Regions from separate parts of the Neogale vison genome. Here region 2 is linked to region 1. A link is a contact called in public Hi-C data. All regions are on one chromosome and are shown on one strand. Each heading gives the region's core, a stretch centred on a gene start, on an enhancer-like site or on the middle of the called end of the contact. The rest is flanking DNA. Distances are from core to core; before and after follow the strand shown. Region 1 overlaps DGKI (diacylglycerol kinase iota). Region 2 overlaps CREB3L2 (cyclic AMP-responsive element-binding protein 3-like protein 2).

Region 1 (5,617 bases), core at 807-3,306:
TCCGTTTGGTCTGAGATGCCTCACAGGGTCCTCACAGGGTCCCTGGAGCTCTGCAGGTGCAAAGCCAGACTGGAGCAGGGAATTACTCATAAGGAAGGAGGTTAAAAATCCTACTTGCCTACTGTGAGCGCAGTTGCTTCGTCTGCTGCGGAATCCACCAAGGCTTTTGTGGATTAGGAGTAGACTGGAACCCACTGCAGTTTCCTTAGCATCACTGCAACTCTGAGTGGCCAGTGACTCAAATGCCCCATGCATTTTCAGCAGGTGGTGCTACCTCCTCAATCTCTACCAGAACATCCAAAGGAAACGGGAGAGCAACCTGAATTTGCTTATGGGCATTGTGCTCGCGAAAATTTGCAAACTAGAATCCTTTTCCCTTGCCCTGAGAGCTGCCGCTGCTACTACTGCTCCTCCTTGTTCCTCCCCTCCTCTCACCCCCTCTTCCTCCCCCCTGTCTTTTCAGTAGTAGAGCTGAGACATTTTCCAGTAGTGTGGCTAGACACTTGGGTTTCTGTTTTTCTTTGTTCTTTGCAAAATCAATTGATTGTCAAACTTTTGCAATGTTCCAGACCATGTTCTTTCCTCGGGCAGAGGAGAGCTGTCTGCGAGGCGGTAACTAAACCTCAGTCAGCGGGTGTCTAGACTGCAAGCGGAGTTGCTGTAGGGTTCTGGGTGCCTCGTGGGAGGCAGAGAAGAATGTGCATAACCCATGTTGAATGCATGGAACCGTCTGGGAGGGAGCAGGCTGTGTCTGCCGAGTTCCTAACATGGCCGCTTCCAAGGGGAGGGCTTGTAGTCCTTCTAAACTTACTCGGGAGTAGCAATGCCTCAATTCTTGGCTCAAAAATTATATCTCCACAGGGGAAGCCACACATCAGAAGAGGGCAGTTTGCCAGCAATCTCTCCCAGCACCTTTCCTAAGAATAAGGACTCGAGGCTTTTCACACTTGGATGCTTTGAGTCCCCGTTTCACAGATTAGCTTTGTTATATTAAGCCGCTTTCCGTGCTCAAACCCCAGTTACTCATGCGGACCTGCCTTCTAGCCTGGGCTTTGTGGGGAGGCCCCGGTGTTTTTGCGTGGATTTTACGTGGCCCTGGCATGGTCAAAATTGCACCTGTTCCTTTCCTACCCTACTGCTTTTTTTTTTTTTTTTAATTGTTTGAAGAAGTATGCACCTCAAAAAGTATTTTATTGTGCATCGAAACTGGTACTGACCGTCCAAGAGGCCAAATTGGGTCATGCAGACAAGCATGAGCTCCGACCTGGGCTCCCCTGCTCTGCTGGGTCCTCATTATGAGACCTCACACCCCTTGCATTCTGGGCCACAGCTTTCTTATCTGTGAAATGGGAATAAAAGTACTACCGATGTCGTAGCGCTGTCGAAGGTTAAATGAGTTCCTGTTTGTGAAGTGCTTCTGAGTGCCTGACTCCCAGCGAGTCCTGCATTCATGTTAGTGGCTCCTGCTGCTATTTTTTACTGTTTATTGTTATTACCAGGTGGAGGAGTTAGGCTCGTCTTACTACTTTGCTGATGACTTGGGGGAAGACCCAAGTAGCTTTGTAGAGATTCATGCCTGGGATAGAAGCCTAAAGCGATTGGTCCCTTGGGATGTTGGCTCTTGAGCTTAGACCTAATTCTGTATGTTGGTTCTGCTGCTTAACTACTGCGTAAAAATGCAAAAAGATGAAAACAAGCCAAGAAACCCATAAAAATGGAGGCTACTAGTGCCTACGTTATTAGGTTATAAAACTTTAGAAAGATAGAATAAGGAGCCTGGTTCATATTATATGCTCAATATATAGCAGCTATTATAAATATTACATTTTGGAGAAAAGTCTAGCCACCCTAGGTCATCCAGATACAGAGGCAGGGGGTGGGTCAGAAGACTCAAGTTCGCCATATTTTCATGTTCAGCATTTGCTTATGTTTGCTTTCATTATGTATACTCTCTTTAATGCCAGGGAACTTTCCAGAGCAGACTGTTAACATTTCCTCTTGTATTTTGAATTGAATGTTGTAGAAATCGGCCCTGAGGAGGAAGTGTGCGGTCTGTAAGATCGTCGTCCACACTGCCTGCATTGAACAGCTAGAAAAGGTGAGACAGCGCCACCTGCTGCAGTGGTGGCTACATTGCAGGTGTTTGGCCTCCTAAGACCAGCTGTCACTTCTTATTCTCAACTTTTTTCAAAACTGCGCCCTTTTCAAACACTGGAAGACCAGCCTTGTTACCAGGCTAGAGAGAAAAGCCTGGTACACAAGAGTTATATTATTATTTTTTTTATAATGACAAACATTGTTATTCACCCATAGAATTTCCCACAAGATTTTTTTTTCTTTCCTTAAGAAAAATAAGTTCTTTGAAATCATTGTTTAGATTCGCCTGACATTTGTGAGTTTCCTCTTCCTAAAGTGGAGGCAAAGAAGAGAGTCAGACCAGAAGGCAGCTCTCCTTCCTTCCTTGGGGCGGTGTTCCACTGGGTGGGCTGGGGGTGACATCCCCGTGCTGTCTCGCCTCCCGAAGAAGTAGATTCTGCAGAGTCCGTTGATCAGTCATTTGTGGGAAAGGGGAGGCTCCAGGCGTGAATGTGTTGTCTGCCGTCTTCTCCTTCTTGCCTCTCATCTCTTTCTACACGTCAGTCTCCCTGTTACCTATGTTTTTGAGCTGCTGCATGTTGAAATAGTTTCATCCCCTGCAACATTCATTGTTTTAATGACCATGTTACCGATTGTTGCCAACTGCTGTTTTGTAGGGATGGCTACTAACATTTATATGTATATGTGTATACACACACACACACACACACACACACACACACTTTTTTTTTTCTTTTTGCTGTTCCAACCCCATTTACTATGTCCTCCTTCATTTCTATATTCCTTTCACCTTCTCAAGTAACTAAAGAAGGTGGACATGTTACCGGGAGACCTGCCTGTGTGTAAAAGAAAGGCAGTACTGAAGACTTAAAGAAAATTTCTGTGTGTGAATTATCATCATCACAATTCCTCAAGTTGATGTTTTCCTGCTTTTAAAATCTGAAACAAAGCTCCGTAATTTCATCTGCCTTACATATTTTCTCTTCCTCTCTATCTCCTTTTCTCAAATTTACAGTGTAAGGGGGTTATTATTTAGAGATAAGTTGATTTCATCAATGAGAATGAAGAGACATGCATTGGAGATACAGAATCACCTGGGCTCTCTATGATTATCTAGGGTGATGATTTTAAGAGTTATACTGTGTTCCTTGTTCTTTGGGGGTTTTGTTTTGTAGTCTCCATATGTGTCACTATTGCTTTGTTCAGGTAAGTCAGTATAGTCTGGTGCTTATCCCTAATGTAATACACTTTTCTTTTTAAATGACAGATTAATTTCAGATGTAAACCGACATTTCGAGAAGGGGGCTCAAGATCACCGAGAGAAGTGAGTGTTTCAGAGCTTGACTTCAGATACCACCTTTATTTCTCATTGATGCACTGGTCTAACAGGCGTTCACCAGGGATTTAAAAACTAAAGTCTAGCTCCCTCCATTCCACATTGGTTTCTTGTTAATACATCAATAAATGCCCTGAGTAAAATCTCGCGTTCTCTTTAGCATGTGTGTACTGTCCTTTACTGTTCTCGTGAAATGCACTGGGAGCTAAGATCTTAATGAACAGGTACAGAGGTACAGAGGTGGTGGTAGAATTGAAGAGGTAAGAAGTAAATACCAATTTTATCATCTTATGGCCCGTTTTAACTCTATTTTCCAATTTTGAGTGGGTAGAAGCTATTGAGGGGATAGCGTAGATACTGAGCTTTCCCATGAACTCTGAAACCAGGTTGGCTTCCATACTCGTCTAGATGCCATCTGATTTGAGGCTCCTTACCCCGTCTTTCTGAATTGCACTTTTGATCTGCTAAGTCGTAGGGAGGAAGATAGGTGGAAGAACTACATTCGGTGCTCAGTCCTTGGCCTCACGGCCCAGTCGTGAAGACAAACAGGGAAACAGGAAGTCACAGTGAGGAGCAGTTGTTCTGTTAGTGGGAAGCAGTGGGAGGACAGGAGGAGACCTGCACTCAGTCAGACTCGCTCGTTGGGCTCTTTTTTTTTTTTTGAGGACATGGAGCACATGTGGAAAAGTTAGAGAAGGTGAGGTAGTTGGTAGAGGTTCTCAGCCCTCCTGTGTTATCCTGGAGAGTCTAGCTCCAGGTCCCAAATTGCGCTCTTCAACTGGCAAAACAAAAGCCTGCAATGAACAGAGCCCACCCTTCTTAGAACACAGTTCAGCTGCCCAGGTGTTGGCCAGGGTGTGTGGAGCTCTTCATAAGACAAAGTGTGGTAAGTATCATTTTTGTGAAATGCATGTTCTCCATTTCATTTCATGCCCAGTGAGATTATTTTCAGTTGCGCATATAGATTTAGCTCCTTGGAAACCGTCAGCTGGTGCACTCCTCAAACTAGCTCTGTGCACTGATGAACAGGTGAGGGGTGGGATACCAAGAGAAGGTGCTTCCTGGAAGAGATGGCAAGTAAGCTGAGGCCCAGAGGAGTAATGTAAGTGAAGGAGGGTAGTTAGGAGGTGACAGCCTTCTAGACAGAAAGAGCACATGCTCCCAAGCACAAAAACGAGAGAGAACATAAGAAGTACATGAAATCCAAGAGATAAGCAGGGGCTAGGCCATGAAGGTCCTTGTAAGCCATGTTACAAGTTGAGTGTTCCATCATCATGGTAATTGGGGGAGGGGCATTAACTATTTTTTTAAATTTATTTATCTTTCTGAGGGAGAGAGAGAGGAAGAGAGAGTGGGGGCGGGGAGGGGCAGAGGGAGAGGACGAGAGAAAATCCCAAGCAGACTCCCTGCTGATGCAGGGCTCGATCTCACCACCCTGAGATCATGACCTGAGGTGAAATCAAGAGTTGAATGTCCAACCAACTGAGCCACCCAGGTGCCCTGGAGCATTAAACTATTTTAAGTAGAATATATTATTCTGGCTTCTTTGTGGAAGGAATACCATATAGTTCAAGAGCAACCGTATTGGAGGCATGGAGGGAAATTAAGGAGCTTTTCTTGTGGTGATCTGAACTAGGAGTAATACTGAGGGTGGAGATAATTGGTACATATGAATTTGAAGGGAATAAAATTGACAGGATTTAATCATTGATTGGATGCTGGACACAAAGATGGAGGAGCCCAGAGTAAACCAGGCTTCTTCCCTGGAAAACCGATGAGAATGGAGTGGGGTGGTAAGGTGATGACTTTAGTTGTAGAGTTTTCAAGTGTGTAGTGTCCTTGAGACCTCAGTTGGAGGCACCCAGTAGCAAGCTGAGTGGGAACATGAGTTTGGAGCTTATGAAGAAGATTGGGTTAGAGATAAGACATCTTGAATTGTCAGCACGTATGTAGATAGACAGTAAAGCTATGAGAATAGATGAACGTGTAGAAGAGGAAGAGAGAAGTTCTTGGAGTCCAGAGAGGGTCCCTGACATTTTAATGACAATGAAGAAGACATTGTGAAAAAAGAATGATTTCACGGTTACGAATACAAGAAAATTGGGAGAAAACATGGAAGGAGGGTAGTTTGGGAGTGGACATTGTGGAGAGAGGAAAAATAGTTGTCCCTGTCTCTTGTCTTTT
Region 2 (5,617 bases), core at 1,897-4,396, 240 kb before region 1:
TCCAGCTCCCCTCTCCTCACGGCCCCTCACGTGAGTATTTCACCGGCAGCCCTTACCCTTTGGTCCCTTGGAGCTTCGCTGGGAGTGGGTGTCCTTCAAGGCCACTTGACTTTTGTTCTTGTAAGGAACTCTTAGGTTTAGTTGCTAAAGCAGGGTGATAGCCACCTTGAAGAACACTTTTTAAGACCTGCCTGTTGATCTCGTGCTAACACCATCCTCTCCCTTTCCCGGTGCACATGCGCGTTACCGCTTGTTTGTTTCATTGGACGCAGCCAGAGCAGAAGGGGTCACACTGTTGTGTTGCCTTCCTCCTCAAAATCACATCCCAAATACTTACCATCACTTTTGGTAATCCTGTGGCCTATGATAGGAAATAACTTGTTTTTCAAATAAGCAGTCTTTGATGAACCTAAAACTTTGTCCGAGATGAAATGTTTTGTTGCTGAAAGCTCAAAAGTATAGTTTAACTTTCTTGCCTGTGGTACGGCTCCCAACCCAGAGACTCGTGTTGGAAAGCAGGAGTCATCATTCATCCCTAATGTGTATAAGGACACCTTGTTCCAGATAAAAATAGAGACAGAGAATTAACATTTTACTATTCTGAAGAATTCATTGATTTCTATGAAATCTGAAGAATGATAAAATCATCTCTCAGTTAATATAATTTTGACAGTGTAAAGTCAGTGTGCCCCACAGATTTCTAGATCTGTGGCTGTGTTAGGAAGTCCTCCTGGTGTCCCTACAGTGTCTTGTTTGCGCTTCTTAATTAGCTCTTGGTATCAAACCCCAGTACTTCTACTATATACTGGGCACCTTGACCTTTTGCTGTTTCAACAACTTCCTATCCATTCTAGACAGGACAGCATCTTCAAGTGCTTTTCAGAATACTGCCTTTTGCTTGGAATGCCCTCCTCTCTCTATGTAAATCATCCCCTTCTTGTAACCCAATGTCAGTCTCCCCTCCTACCCTTAAGCCTTTCCTTATCACACACACTCATGTGTCTCTATCCCCAGATTCTGAATGCACATTGAGTTGTATTACAGCATAATGTTTACTTCCCTCAGCCTTCCGTGTGTATTAATTCAGTCTCAGTCTTGATCACAAGCTATGATTTGAGAGATGCCTTTTCTTTGGAGTGTTCCATGACCTTGAATGTGGGGCTCAGACGTTGTTGGCGCTCAGCTTCATCATTCTATGATGGGCTAAATGAGATGAGCTATTGTCCGGGTCTTCACTGCTGATGGACAATCTGGGACTGTCCGAAGCCAGAGACTTCCATGAGATGTGCCTGCAGGTATATTTCTGGGAGCCCTGGCCCCTAAGCTTTTAGTGGGGGACAAGAAGTGACCCCTGATATGTGGAGAGCATCTTGAAAAATTGTGTTTTCAGGAGAACAAGGACACTCATTCACCAAGAGCTCCAAGTGAATCCCCCGTCACTCCAAGGCCATGAATCTCGAGATGTGGGAAATGAATCCTGTAATGTTTCTTTTGATGTTTTACCCACTGGGGTACCTTCTGGGAATTGATGGGTGGAGGTTTCTTCACCCTTTCCCTTGAGTGATAATCCTTGGTTGTGTTCTCCATCTTTGCTTCCACTTCAGACTACTCATCTCTCACCTGAAGCATATGAGCAACCTTTCCTCTCAGAATTTTGCAAGTTTCTTTTTTTTTTTTTTAAGATTTTATTGATTTATTTGACATGAGAGAGAGATCACAAGTAGGCAGAGAGGCAGGCAGAGAGAGAGGAGGAAGCAGGCTCCCTGCTGAGCAGAGAGCCCGATGCAGGGCTCGATCCCAGGATCCTGGGATCATGACCTGAGCCGAAGGCAGAGGCTTAACCCACTGAGCCACCCATGCGCCCCTGAATTCTGCATGTTTCTTGAGTGTTGCCCACTTGTTCTGCTTTGACCCTTTTTCTGCCTCTTAATCTGCACAGAAACTGCAAGGGTCAGGTCCACTGGTCCTGACAGAAGAGGAGAAGAGGACCCTGATCGCCGAGGGCTATCCCATCCCCACCAAATTGCCTCTAACAAAATCAGAGGAGAAGGCTTTGAAGAAGATTCGGAGGAAAATCAAGAACAAGGTGAGCCCTTTAAATCGAGGAGCTTTTATGATCAGAGACCATGACAAGAATTAAGCCTGGGTACCCCCATTCCCCCTCTTCCCAGTGGCCAACACTGGCCCATCTCATGGAGGGAAGACAAGGGGGACAAGGCTCAGTCTTGCCCTTCCCCTCAGTGGGGAGCAGGAACACAGTCCCCACTGACCTCTGTGTTCCTCTAGTCCCTCTACCCATCCTCTGTGTCAGTGGATCCCAAATTGGGTGTGCCTATTCCTTGGTGCCCATGGGGATCCATTCCGGGCTAAGAGGAAAACATTAGAACTCCCATTAATATTTTTTACATCAGCCTTTTAAGTTTCTGTTTTATGGTATACACAATATTTCCTTCTCGTGGGCATGTATATAATTTATAAATAATATAAATGCATTATGGGTGTTTAATTTTTTTACTAGGTTTTTGATTTAAAAAAAAAAAATCCTGTAATCTGCTGTCCTATGCCTGGATTTAGTAGTCTCCTAGCCCTAGGTCCCTACAGGGCAAATCAGGACTGGTGAGTTCAGGGGGCATGGCTAGGGTACAGACAGGCCAGAAGGCAAGAGACAGAGAAAGAAAGAAAAAGAGAGTTCAGTTACCACTCTTGGTCCCTGTGCAGAACCAGGAAGGGGGTTATGTCTGACCAAGCCCAACTGTCTTGGTGTACTTGTTCTAGTTGAGCCAACTGAGGCCCATGGAGTTGAAGTCATTTATTGAAGATGACATAGATGGTGTGTGACCCACATGTTCTGTTCTGACTCAAGCCTGCCAGGCTTCCCATGAGGGGCCCACTTTGGTGGGAACTAGTGACCACACAGGCTGGTTGAAACCAGGGAGGTCAGAAGAGATGACTCACAGATGAGCCAGCGGGTTATCTCAATGAAGAACGGCCACAGAAATGAGCAGGACTCTGGGGATTTCTGTGCGAACAGACTCCTCTCTTCCATTTACACACAACTGACTTCTGGAGCTGGCAGGAAGTTAATCCTTTCTTCTCCCCTTCTGTGTCAGATTTCTGCCCAGGAAAGTAGGAGAAAGAAGAAAGAATACATGGACAGCTTGGAGAAAAAGTAAGCCTCCTGCCGAAACTGGGTGTGTTACTGGGTGATCTGCCTAGGAAAATGGGAGTGTGCCAAGCTTCTGTTTTCAGGGAAAGTGGATCAAGTTCATTCTGGCCACCAGCAAAGCCGGTTGGTCCATCCCCTAGGTCTTGCCTGCCACCTAGTGGATTTGAGAGGGGGAGGCTTTACAAGGACGGCCTTAAGTTAAAAAATGCACTCAATCTTAGCAGGCGTTGGTACCACAGCACTTCTAAACAGAGTAAGCCCTCGAAGGCTTCCTTGCAAACAAGTGCAAATATTAACACTCATTCCCGTTCCTGGAACTCTCCTCAGAGGAGAGGCACTGTTTCCGCCGAAAGGAGCAGTGCTAATTCATCCCTCACGCCCTAGAGAAGGCACATGGGCCGCGCAGCGAGTGGCGCCGGCGTTCTTTACTTTCCGTCCACTGTAATTCATGCTTCAAGCTAGCTACTACCCACAAAAACACTCGAAGGCACCCTTTGTTCTTCCGAGTAGTCCAGAAGATCAGGAGGGCTGTCGAAAAACATGAATGAGATGCAATTTTGTATTAGCCTTAGAAATATAGTTCTCCACTTGACCAACAAATACCGTCTAAGATGGAAATGAGGCCTCTGACCCGGAAATGAGGCCTCTGACCCGGAAATGAGGCCCCTGACCCAGAAATGAGGCCCCCGACCCGGAAGTGAATCTTCCTGTGTGTCTGGGGAGAAGAGCAGATCCTGGCTGGTTCTTGACATTCCTACTTGACATTCCTACTCTCTACATTCCTAGGTTAGGTGTTGGTAATTGAGCATGAAGTAGTCCCATGCTGTTTCATTATTTTCTGTAGGCTTCAGGGTCAAGATGGTCTTTAATGCCTCTGGGAGGCATGTTCCTGCAGCTGGATTCCTTATCTTGAGGCGTTGCGTTTTTCTCCTCCTCCCTTGTCTATCCCTATCAGTCCTTCTGGCCAAGACTACAGCCAGCAGCATCCAGGCTCCTGTAGATGAGGGAGATGAGTGATGGACATTGAGAGCAATAGGGATGAAATAAAAGAAATCGAGGTTGGAACACCCTAGGACTTTACAGTTTGTACCATCCTTATTCATTTTCTTGTTCCGAGGCACGTGTTACTCATCTCTCTCTCTCTCTCTTTTTTTCTTTTGTCTTCTTACCTTTCTTCCCAACTGAGGTTGGCTGGGCTCTCTCCCTCACTTTCCTAGAGTAGCTGAAGCCCAGTCCTCCTTCTCCAAACCCCACCTGCATTTGCTCAACTGATACAACTAAATGTCTTCTCTCTTGCTCCTCTGTAGGGTGGAGTCTTGTTCAACTGAGAACTTGGAGCTTCGGAAGAAGGTAGAGGTTCTGGAGAACACCAATAGGTGAGTGTCGCTGGAGTGAAGAGCTGTTGAAACTGCCTAATGGAAAGTGGGGGAAGGGCAGATCCAGGAGGAAGGTGCAGTAGGAGGAAGGTGTGAAGGCATTCGGGATGGCCATATTCCACACACGCACACTTGCACGCACACACACGCACACACACACACTCTTTACTTTTCCTAAAATACATGGCAGGAAGCTTGGAGGAGAATAAGGATGGTAAGTTTGTTTCTCATGAAAAAGACATTCAGCTTTAGAGGTGGACGGGAGGGACTGGCCTCTTCATTGTCACCCAATCATAGTAACAGATGGTGTTTATTCGTGAAAGGAAAAGAGGACACCAGGTTTGTTTTTTTTTTAAGTTACAGTTTATAAAAATTAATGATATTTCAAACCCATTTAAAAAAATATCTGGAGACAGAGTGAGTTAACAGGCTCTTCTAGCCCTTTCTTGTCAGATGTTGTTTTTAGCACATCACAGATGTCAGCTCCTTAACCTTCCAGCAACCCTATGAGGTGGTCCTATTAATATCCCCATTATATAGAGCAGATCACTGAGACTCAGATGGTTAGGTGATATGCCCAAAGTCACACAGAAAATAATAGAGCTGCATTTGAATGCAGGCAACTTGTCTCTGGAGCCTAAATGTAAGAGAAGTGTATTGAGTGGTATCCTGGGTCATATGCAAGAGAAAGGGGTTGAGGTATAGGATTAACAAAAAGGGGTTAAGGTATAGGGTTAAGAGTTGGGGAGTTTAATCTAGAATGTGTGTATGTGTACGCAGTGCCTACTACACTTTAAAAATTAAAATATTCGTTAGGGGATCCTGTTGCCCTTAGTTGTTACAGATCTGACAATGTAAGCCGAGAAAAATAGCCTTTTAGGTAAGAAGAATATTACTTAATCATCTCAAGGCTTAGCATTAATGCCTAATAATGATTTTGCAATCATTAAGGGATCAGGTTAAATCTATTTGCCTGTCATTTGATAACACTAAATTTGGTTGCCGTCTTCGTGGTGCGATGCTTAGGCAGCAGGATTTTCTACTTCTAAGCTTAAACTACCATCAGTGGGAACAT

What was found. Hi-C and Micro-C count contacts between places; a contact is called where the count stands out from the background.
Region 2: a Hi-C map of fibroblasts shows a contact between it and region 1, with 16 times the contacts expected there. The contact joins two enhancer-like sites. A contact is called at or near these places in 3 of 3 Hi-C or Micro-C datasets (fibroblasts, muscle and tongue).

Annotation. Positions count from the first base shown.
Region 1 is chr4:215,623,505-215,629,121 of ASM_NN_V1, reverse strand. DGKI (diacylglycerol kinase iota) reads left to right here. Exons shown (of 34, transcript XM_044246660.1): 4 at 2,024-2,098; 5 at 3,365-3,421. Among named protein-coding and RNA genes, the nearest start is that of DGKI, 190 kb to the left of the region's middle. Within about 2 kb of position 2,056, the one cell type or tissue checked has open chromatin away from gene starts, as enhancers often do. A contact at or near this core is called in fibroblasts, where this site is marked.
Region 2 is chr4:215,865,345-215,870,961 of ASM_NN_V1, reverse strand. CREB3L2 (cyclic AMP-responsive element-binding protein 3-like protein 2) reads left to right here. Exons shown (of 12, transcript XM_044246663.1): 5 at 1-30; 6 at 1,940-2,086; 7 at 3,111-3,169; 8 at 4,474-4,542. Among named protein-coding and RNA genes, the nearest start is that of DGKI, 51 kb to the right of the region's middle. Within about 2 kb of position 3,146, the one cell type or tissue checked has open chromatin away from gene starts, as enhancers often do. A contact at or near this core is called in fibroblasts, where this site is marked.